Regions from separate parts of the Sus scrofa genome. Here region 2 is linked to region 1. A link is a contact called in public promoter capture Hi-C data. All regions are on one chromosome and are shown on one strand. The core of a region is the stretch at or near the end of the contact, and the rest is flanking DNA. Distances in the headings are between cores, read along the strand shown.

Region 1 (3,798 bases), core at 1,194-3,693:
ACAAGGGAAGAAAAAGATAAAGGACGGACGGAGAGGAGGTACCTACGCTCCCTCAACGTAGCATCACGAATGACGCAAAGCGCAAGAATCCTAGCGGGCGCCTGTGGTCACCATAGCAATGGTGCAGGCGCAGTTCCGCTGAGGTTCTGGGAATTGTAGTTTTCTGATGTTTGCTGGCGAGGCAGACAGGTCACCGACATCCTTGCACACCCACGCAGACACGGGGCCCTAGGCATGGTACAGTGGAGGGGGGTTGCCGGACATCAGTTAACAAATTTTGTGATAGGAATCGATACATAACAGGACTGCTGGGATCTCAACAGAGGCCTAGTAAATGCTCAGGAATTCGGGAACCTTTCACCAAAAACTGCCATAAAAGATGCGGACGGATTAAGCATTCGCCTGGGAGACCGTGGGAAGGTAGCAAGTAGATGGGATCAGTACAGGCAGAGAAGAAAAGGCTTCTACAGAGTTTGGAAGCATGAGAGCAATTCTGGGTGGCTGAGAACACCAGGAGGTTGAGTGCAGGTTGGTGAGAAACGAGGTGTGAGGAAATCAGATCCTGAAGGGTCCTGAATGCCAAACCCAAGACTTTCGACCTTTTCTTTTTTGTAAGGGCCGCACCCTCAGCATTTTGGAGATACGCAAAAGTCCTAAAGCAGAGCAGGAATCTGGCATGCAAAAATGGAGATGGGGGGGAGTTCCCATCATGGCGCAGTGGAAACAAATCTGCCCAGGAATCATGAGGTTGTGGGTTCCATCCCTGGCCTTGCTCAGTGGATTAAGGATCCAGCGTTGCAGTGAGTGGTGGTGTAGGTCGAAGACATGGCTCAGATCCTGTGTTGCTGTGGCTGTGATGTAGGCTGGCAGCGACAGCTCCCATTGGACCCCTAGCCTGGGACCCTCCATGTGCCTCGGGTACAGCCCTAAAGAGGGAAAAAAAAAAAAAAAAAAATGGAGATGGAGGATGGGGGAGTAAGTGTCATCCCAGGGGAAAGGAGGTAAAAAAAACAAACAAAAAAATCAAAGAGACTAGATGGAAGGACTTTTCCTGGAATACAATGGAACAGCAAACTCTGGGCTGGGGCATTAGGCAGGGGATTTTGGACAATGAGGCTGGGAAGGCTGGAACACTGGAATTCTCTATACAGTCTTGACAGCACATCACTTAAAAATAAGTTTTCAGCCCAAACCCCAGTAAATAAATATTTATTTACAAGTAATAGTTTGTAAACATGTACACACAAAAAGAAACCAAAAAAGACAAAAATTAGACATATTCTAGTATTCTCTTCCCACCACCCCCCCAACTTCCCCCACCCCCTTCTTGGCCCCACACACCCAACCTCTGAGCCACTGCTATAATCAAAAGGAGTCTTGGGAGGGTCTGAAACAAAGGAAGGGCACAGTCTCAATCCGTGACAGCCACAGCCACGCCAGATTCTAACGGCATCGGCAACATAGGCAGCAGCTTGTGGCAACGCCAGATCCTTAACCCACTGAGGGAAGCCAGGGATTTGAACCCGTATCCTCATGGATACTAACCCGGGTCGTAATCCGCTGAGACACAACAGGAACTCCCCACAAATTTTAAAAGCTGAGACGTAAAAGAACTGCGATTACCTTAAAGTGCTTCCCAAAAACTGGTGTCACAAACTGCCTTTAAATTATTTAATCCTTTTAAATTATTTAATCCCCAAATCAACCCTATGCTGTACACACTATCATTATCTTTTAAGATATTTTTATCATAAGATGAAACCGAGGCATAGCGAGGTTAAGAATCTTTACCAGCGTGACAGAGGCGGGGCCAGAATTGGAACCCACTCTGAGTAGGTCCACACTTCAGCTTAACTACTTACTACTGGAGGGGAATGGGGGTAGCTGTTTTTTTCTCTCGCGGCCTTCCTTGGTCAAGACCCTCACCAATCGTGAGAGTCATAGTGCGAGGAGGAAGCAGAAAACCACCAACTCCTGGGTTCCCGTCATGGCGCAGTGGTTAACGAATCCGACTAGGAACCATGAGGTTGCGGGTTCAGTCACTGCCCTTGCTCAGTGGGTTAACGATCCGGCGTTGCCGTGAGCTGTGGTGTAGGTTGCAGATGCGGCTCGGTCCCGCGTTGCTGTGGCTCTGGCGTAGACCGGTGGCTGCAGCTCCGATTGGACCCCTAGCCTGGGAGCCTCCATATGCCGCGGGAGCGGCCCAAGAAATAGCAACAACAACAACAACAACAACAACAAAAAGACCAAAAAAAAAAAAAAACACCAACTCCTAAGGTGACTCCCAAACGTCTGCCCAGGTTAGTATCGCTGCTCTGCAATCTCGAGGGCCCAGTGCAGACGGTCGCGCAGGGAGACAGATGGGTTGGTTTCTATGGTTTCCGGGGAGCGAAGGCGGAAGGTTGGCTCTTGGTGTCGCGCTGCAAACGTCGCGCTGCGGGCCTCCTTTGCGGCAGGCCTGAGGTTCTTCCTGTTAAGTAGCAGCGCCCGGCGAAGACACAAGGACATCGCGTCCAGAAGGTAGGGGCTGCCTAGGTCCGTAGGGCGATTGGACCTAAGGCGCTTCCTTCGAGATTTCTTTAACAGATTTCCTCTTGACTTGCTGGGTGTCTCTTCTCCCTGGCTCCAACCCCGGGCGTGCTTTCTGCTTTTCTAGGCCTCATGGTCCATACAGCCAATGTCACTGAATCCTGCAGTCCGTGCCTCTCTTTCCAGGTTGACTTAGCTTCTGCTGGACTCATGCTATGGCTTTCTGTTTCTTAACCTGAAGTCCGCGGTCTTTGTCCAGGTTTACATGGCCGTGTGGAATTTGGGCCCCACCAGCTTCTTCAGCTCCTTTCGTCCTTCTTCCCGACTTGCACTCTGCGCTCCAGCCGCGTCAGGGTGTCCTGTGTCCCCCAAACATACCAAGCACCGCCAGCTGTAACTCGTGTCGTGTGTGCCCAACTGAAATGCTCTGCTCACAGCCCTTCACTTGGCAAACGCAGCCCATCTTAAATGCATTTTCAAGTCTCATGGGCAGAATTGGTGTTTCCTCCTTGGAGTTCTTACTTCTTGTGTACCTTCCATTGGCTTCCAAACTCCCTGTGTATGTCCCCATCCTAGTGCTTAAGTTGCAACCGATCCCCCACCCCATCCTGTGTCTGGAACGTCATTACCCAGTAAATGACTGAAAGAGTGGATAGAAAATTTTAAAATTAAATTCACCTGTAAATCTACCACTCATACATAGCTGTTGAACTTTTTTGTGCTTCCTTCCGGTCTTCTTTTGCGATTTTTCTTGGCATTATTGTATTCCTCCACCTTTTTTTTTTTCATTTAACATTAAAGTGTATGTTCCATGTATATTATTCTTCTCTCTTCCCCTACATTCTAATAAATGGGTAGTAGATTTAATTATCCATTTCTCTATTGTTGCATTTTTAAGTTGTTTGATTTTTTTTTTTTTTAATCTTTTCTAGGATCGCATCCACAGCATATGATTCCCAGGCTAAGGGTCTAATCGGAGCTGTTGCTGCTGGCCTACGCCAGAGTTACAGCAACACGGTATCCGAGCTGTGTCTGCGATCTACACCACAGCTCATGGCAACACCAGATCCCCATCCCACTGAGCAAGGGCAGGGATCGAACCCACAACCTCATGGTTCCTAGTCGGATTCGTTAATCGCTGAGCCATGATGGGAACTCCTGAATTTTTTTTTTTTCTTCAACAATTTTTACTGAACTCCTACCTGGTCCCTAACTGCAAGGCACTTATTGTTGTTCAGTAGGGAAGATATTCAAGTGAATAGTCCATTA
Region 2 (3,715 bases), core at 892-3,391, 490 kb after region 1:
ATTTCTCCCAGTGATGGTCTCTACAGTTGTTCCCTTTTATTCTGGAGTCACGTGTGGCCCTGATTGGGTTTCCTCTGGCCTCACTCCCAACAGGCCCGCAGCATACCTCTCCTCTCCGCGCTCCAGGCTCAGGCCCCAATCAGGGCTGGCAGAGAACTGCACCCAGTCCCAGCTCAGCCTCCAACCTTTTGTAGCTCCTTTTCCTCCTCAGAAGTCCTAGTTTCTTCACATGGGATGAAGTAAAAGGGTTATGACAACTTTAAAGGACTATTCACAGGTGAGGCGATAATCCCCACCAAAATAGCAGATTTCCAAACAGAGCTTCGCGGGACTACCTGCACACCTTCTTCCAGAGCCCAGGGCTGGTCCAGGAAAAGAAGTCCTCCACCCCAGTGGCAAAAACACAGCCCAGGGAGCTGGCCTGGCACATGCAGTTCTGGTAGTGCTAGCACAAGTGCCTGCTCAAGTCCAACACACAAAACTGTCCCCCTGCTTCCTACCTGCCCTGAAAGACTGCTTATCAGCACAGAATCGAAGACTCTTAGCCCAGGATAAAGTGAGGGGAGGGGGCAGCAGCTTTGCCACCTCAAATTTTTGAAGGAATTGTGTTTCAATCATCCATCCTGCTCTTTCTGCAGGAGCCCCAGCCAGTGACCAGGCAAGGGTCTCTAACGGAGCAGTCCCCACCACACGCATGGAATGACAGCAACTTCCCTCAGGTCCCCTTTACAACCTCCTTGGGCTCCTACCCCCCCCCCCAACTGTAAGCCCAAGGTCACCCAGTTAGCAAGTGGTGGAAACAAGATTGGGATTCATCTGATGCCAGGAATCCGTCTTCTCCACCCCCTGCATCCTGTCCCCCACCATGGCTTCCGTGGCCACGGGCTGTCGCAAAGCCCCCTCCACGGGGGGTGGGGACCTGGATGGAGAAGGACCCCCAGGGTCCCTCCAGAGCCCACGAATTTGTGGCCACAGCTTCTACTCACCGTCAGCCGGCTGCTGGAAGTTGACGTAGGCATAACCCAGGGAGCGGCGGGTGATCATATCGCGGCAGACCCGGATGGACAGCACAGGCCCCGCAGGACTGAACTTTTCGTACAGCATGGCCTCGGTGACGTCCGAGTGCAGGTCACCCACGTACAGGGAGGCCATGGGGTAGCTGCTGGCCGCAGCGTTCATCTCCCCAGCCCCCACCACCCCGAGCCCCGCCAGGAGGACTTCTTAGAGGGCCCGCTCAGGACAAAAGGGGCTCTGCTCCGAGCCGTGGCCCGCGCCGCGGCTCACAGGTGGCAGTGAAGCTCAGGGAAGCTGGAGTGGGCTCCAAGGGCCCAAGAAAGGAGTTCGGGGACGGCCCGGAGACTGCCAAACCGCAGACAAAAGGCTCTCAAAAACAATATGGCCCTCCCTGGGAGTTTGTAATTTTCAGCTGTCCTGGTCCGAAGCTCCCAATTTCAACCCAAGCAAAAAAATTAAAACGGGGAATCCCCTCCAAATTACAAAAATTCTTCTAGAGGCAACCCAATGGTGCCCACAGCGGCCTCCGGGACACACGTTTCTCTATAAATATAGGCCTCCGGCTCCAGGCGGTTTAAGATTACAGCAGCCCGGGGACGAGGGAAACCAAATATTTGTCGGTGCCGACTCGGCAAGCCCCGGGCGGCCGGAGCGCGCAGCCGCCTCCCACGCCGGGCCGGCGAAGGGCAGCGCGGACACGTGGTGCGCGGAGGCCGGGGCGCAGGGGGCGAGGGCGGCGGGCGCGGGGCTGCCACGCGGCGCGGCCGGGCGCGGGCGGAGGCGCGTGGACGCGGGCGCGCGGGCGGCTCACCACCTGACCGACGGACTGGGACCGACGGACGCCCAGGTGCGGCGGCGGGCAGGCCGGAAGCGCGCAAAAGTGACTTCCCCGCGGGTTCTCCGAGGAGGATTCGCTTTTTTTTCTTTCTTTCTTTCCTTTTTCTTTTTTTTTTTTTTTTTAAGGTTTTAAAGCGTTTTCGGGTTTTTTTTATCTTTTTCTCTTTTTTTCTTCAGGCTGCTAGGCCCGAAAGCGACGAAGGCTACGGCGACCCGGGGCGGAGAGAGGCGGCTGGGGGAGCCACCGCTCCATTTATACCCGCCCGCCCCGGGCGCTGCTGGTCGAAGGGCGCCTTGCGACCTGGGCGCAGTCGTGCCCGCCCACTCGGCCCGGGGGCCCGAGGCGGGGCGGCCACGCGAGAGCGTCCGGCTCGGCCGCGCGGCGCCACAGCGACCCCTGGCGCGCGGAGGACCGCCCCGCTGGGGCCTCCGCCGGACCCAAGGGTAGCTTTGCCTGCTGCTGGTGGAATCGGTAGAGTGTAAGCCACCCGCCTCTCCGGGACTAGAACACATGGATAGTGTGACCCACTCACATGCATCATGATTATAATCAATGTTTTGCCTAACTGTAAAATAAAGAAGACACAAAATAAATTATAGTCATGTAATAGGTGCTCCGCTATGTAAACAATTGGGCCCAAATCAAGAAGACTTTCTGAAGTTTTTAGAAAACTAGATCCTAAAGATGGAATCATCCCAAATAGGACAGCTACCAATGCAGTAGTAGCTGGTGATGGGATTCCCCAGAAAGATGAACAAATTTTGGGAGAGCTTCAATTAAACAAAATACAGTCATCCTTCTATTTACATGGTAGTGGTATCCCTGGAATTTAGTTCATGTTAAAATATGTTCTGGGGAGTGTCATTGTGGCTCAGTGGTAAGGAACCCCACCAGTATCAATGGGGATTCGGGTTCAGTCCCTGGCCTGCTCAATGAGTTAAGGATCCAACTGTGCTACAAGCTGCTGTCAGATGCAGCTCAGATCCTGTGTTGCTGTGGCTGTGTTATAGGCCGGCAGCTACAACTCCGTTTGGACCACTAGCTCGGGAACTTCCATATGCCACAGGTGTGGCCCTAAAAAGAAAAAAAAAAATGTCCTGGGAAGTTCCCTTATGGTGCAGTAGGTTAAGGATGAGACATTATGGCAGCTGTGGCGCCAATCACAACTGTGGCAGTTTAGATGCCTGGCCTGAGAATGTCCACATGCTGCCAGGGCGTGGCCAAAACAAAAGTTCTGTTTCTCTGTAAAAGTGAGTGAGGATCAGAGTTTCCGTTATGGCTCAGTGGTTAATGAATCTGACTAGGAATCATGAGGTTGAGGGTTCGATCCCTGGCCTTGCTCAGTGGGTTAAGGATCCGGTGTTGCCATGAGCTGTGGTGTAGGTCGCAGACGCAGCTCGGATCCTGTGTTGCTGTGGCTGTGGTATAGGCCGGCAGCTACAGCTCCAATTCGACCCATAGGATGGGAACCTCCATATGCCTCAGGAGTGACTCAAGAAATGGCAAAAAGATAAAAAAGAAAAAAAAAAGGAGTGAGGGTCTAGACTCTAAATTTTAAAAATATTTCTCCTAGAGTTCCCATGCAGCTCAGTGGAAAGGAATCTGACTAGTATCCATGAGGAAGCAGGTTCCATCCCTGACCTCGCTCAGTGGGTTAAGGATCTGGTGTTGCTGTGAGCTGTGGTGTAGGTCACAGGTCACAGACTCCACTCAGATCCCCCGTTGCTGTGGCTGTGGCGTAGGGTGGTAGCTGCAGCTCCAATTTGACTCCTAGCCTGGGAACCTCCATATGCCTCAGATGTGGCCCTAAAAAGACAATAAATAAATAAAGAGAAAAAGATTTCTCCTTTGCTTGAGGATCTT

Evidence for each region. Promoter capture Hi-C pulls out the DNA fragments that hold promoters and counts their contacts.
Region 2: a promoter capture Hi-C map of liver shows a contact between it and region 1, with 2.8 times the contacts expected there. The contact joins the promoter of PABPC4 here to the promoter of NDUFS5 in region 1. A contact is called at or near these places in 2 of 5 promoter capture datasets (fetal liver and liver) and 1 of 2 datasets of contacts at active chromatin or transcription factors (alveolar macrophages).

What each region holds. Positions count from the first base shown.
Region 1 is chr6:94,910,963-94,914,760 of Sscrofa11.1, forward strand. It overlaps NDUFS5 (NADH:ubiquinone oxidoreductase subunit S5), which reads left to right and starts at 2,444. Exons shown (of 3, transcript NM_001244988.1): 1 at 2,444-2,520.
Region 2 is chr6:95,397,311-95,401,025 of Sscrofa11.1, forward strand. PABPC4 (polyadenylate-binding protein 4) reads right to left here and starts at 2,142. Exons shown (of 15, transcript XM_021095988.1): 1 at 987-2,142. The coding sequence starts at 1,179.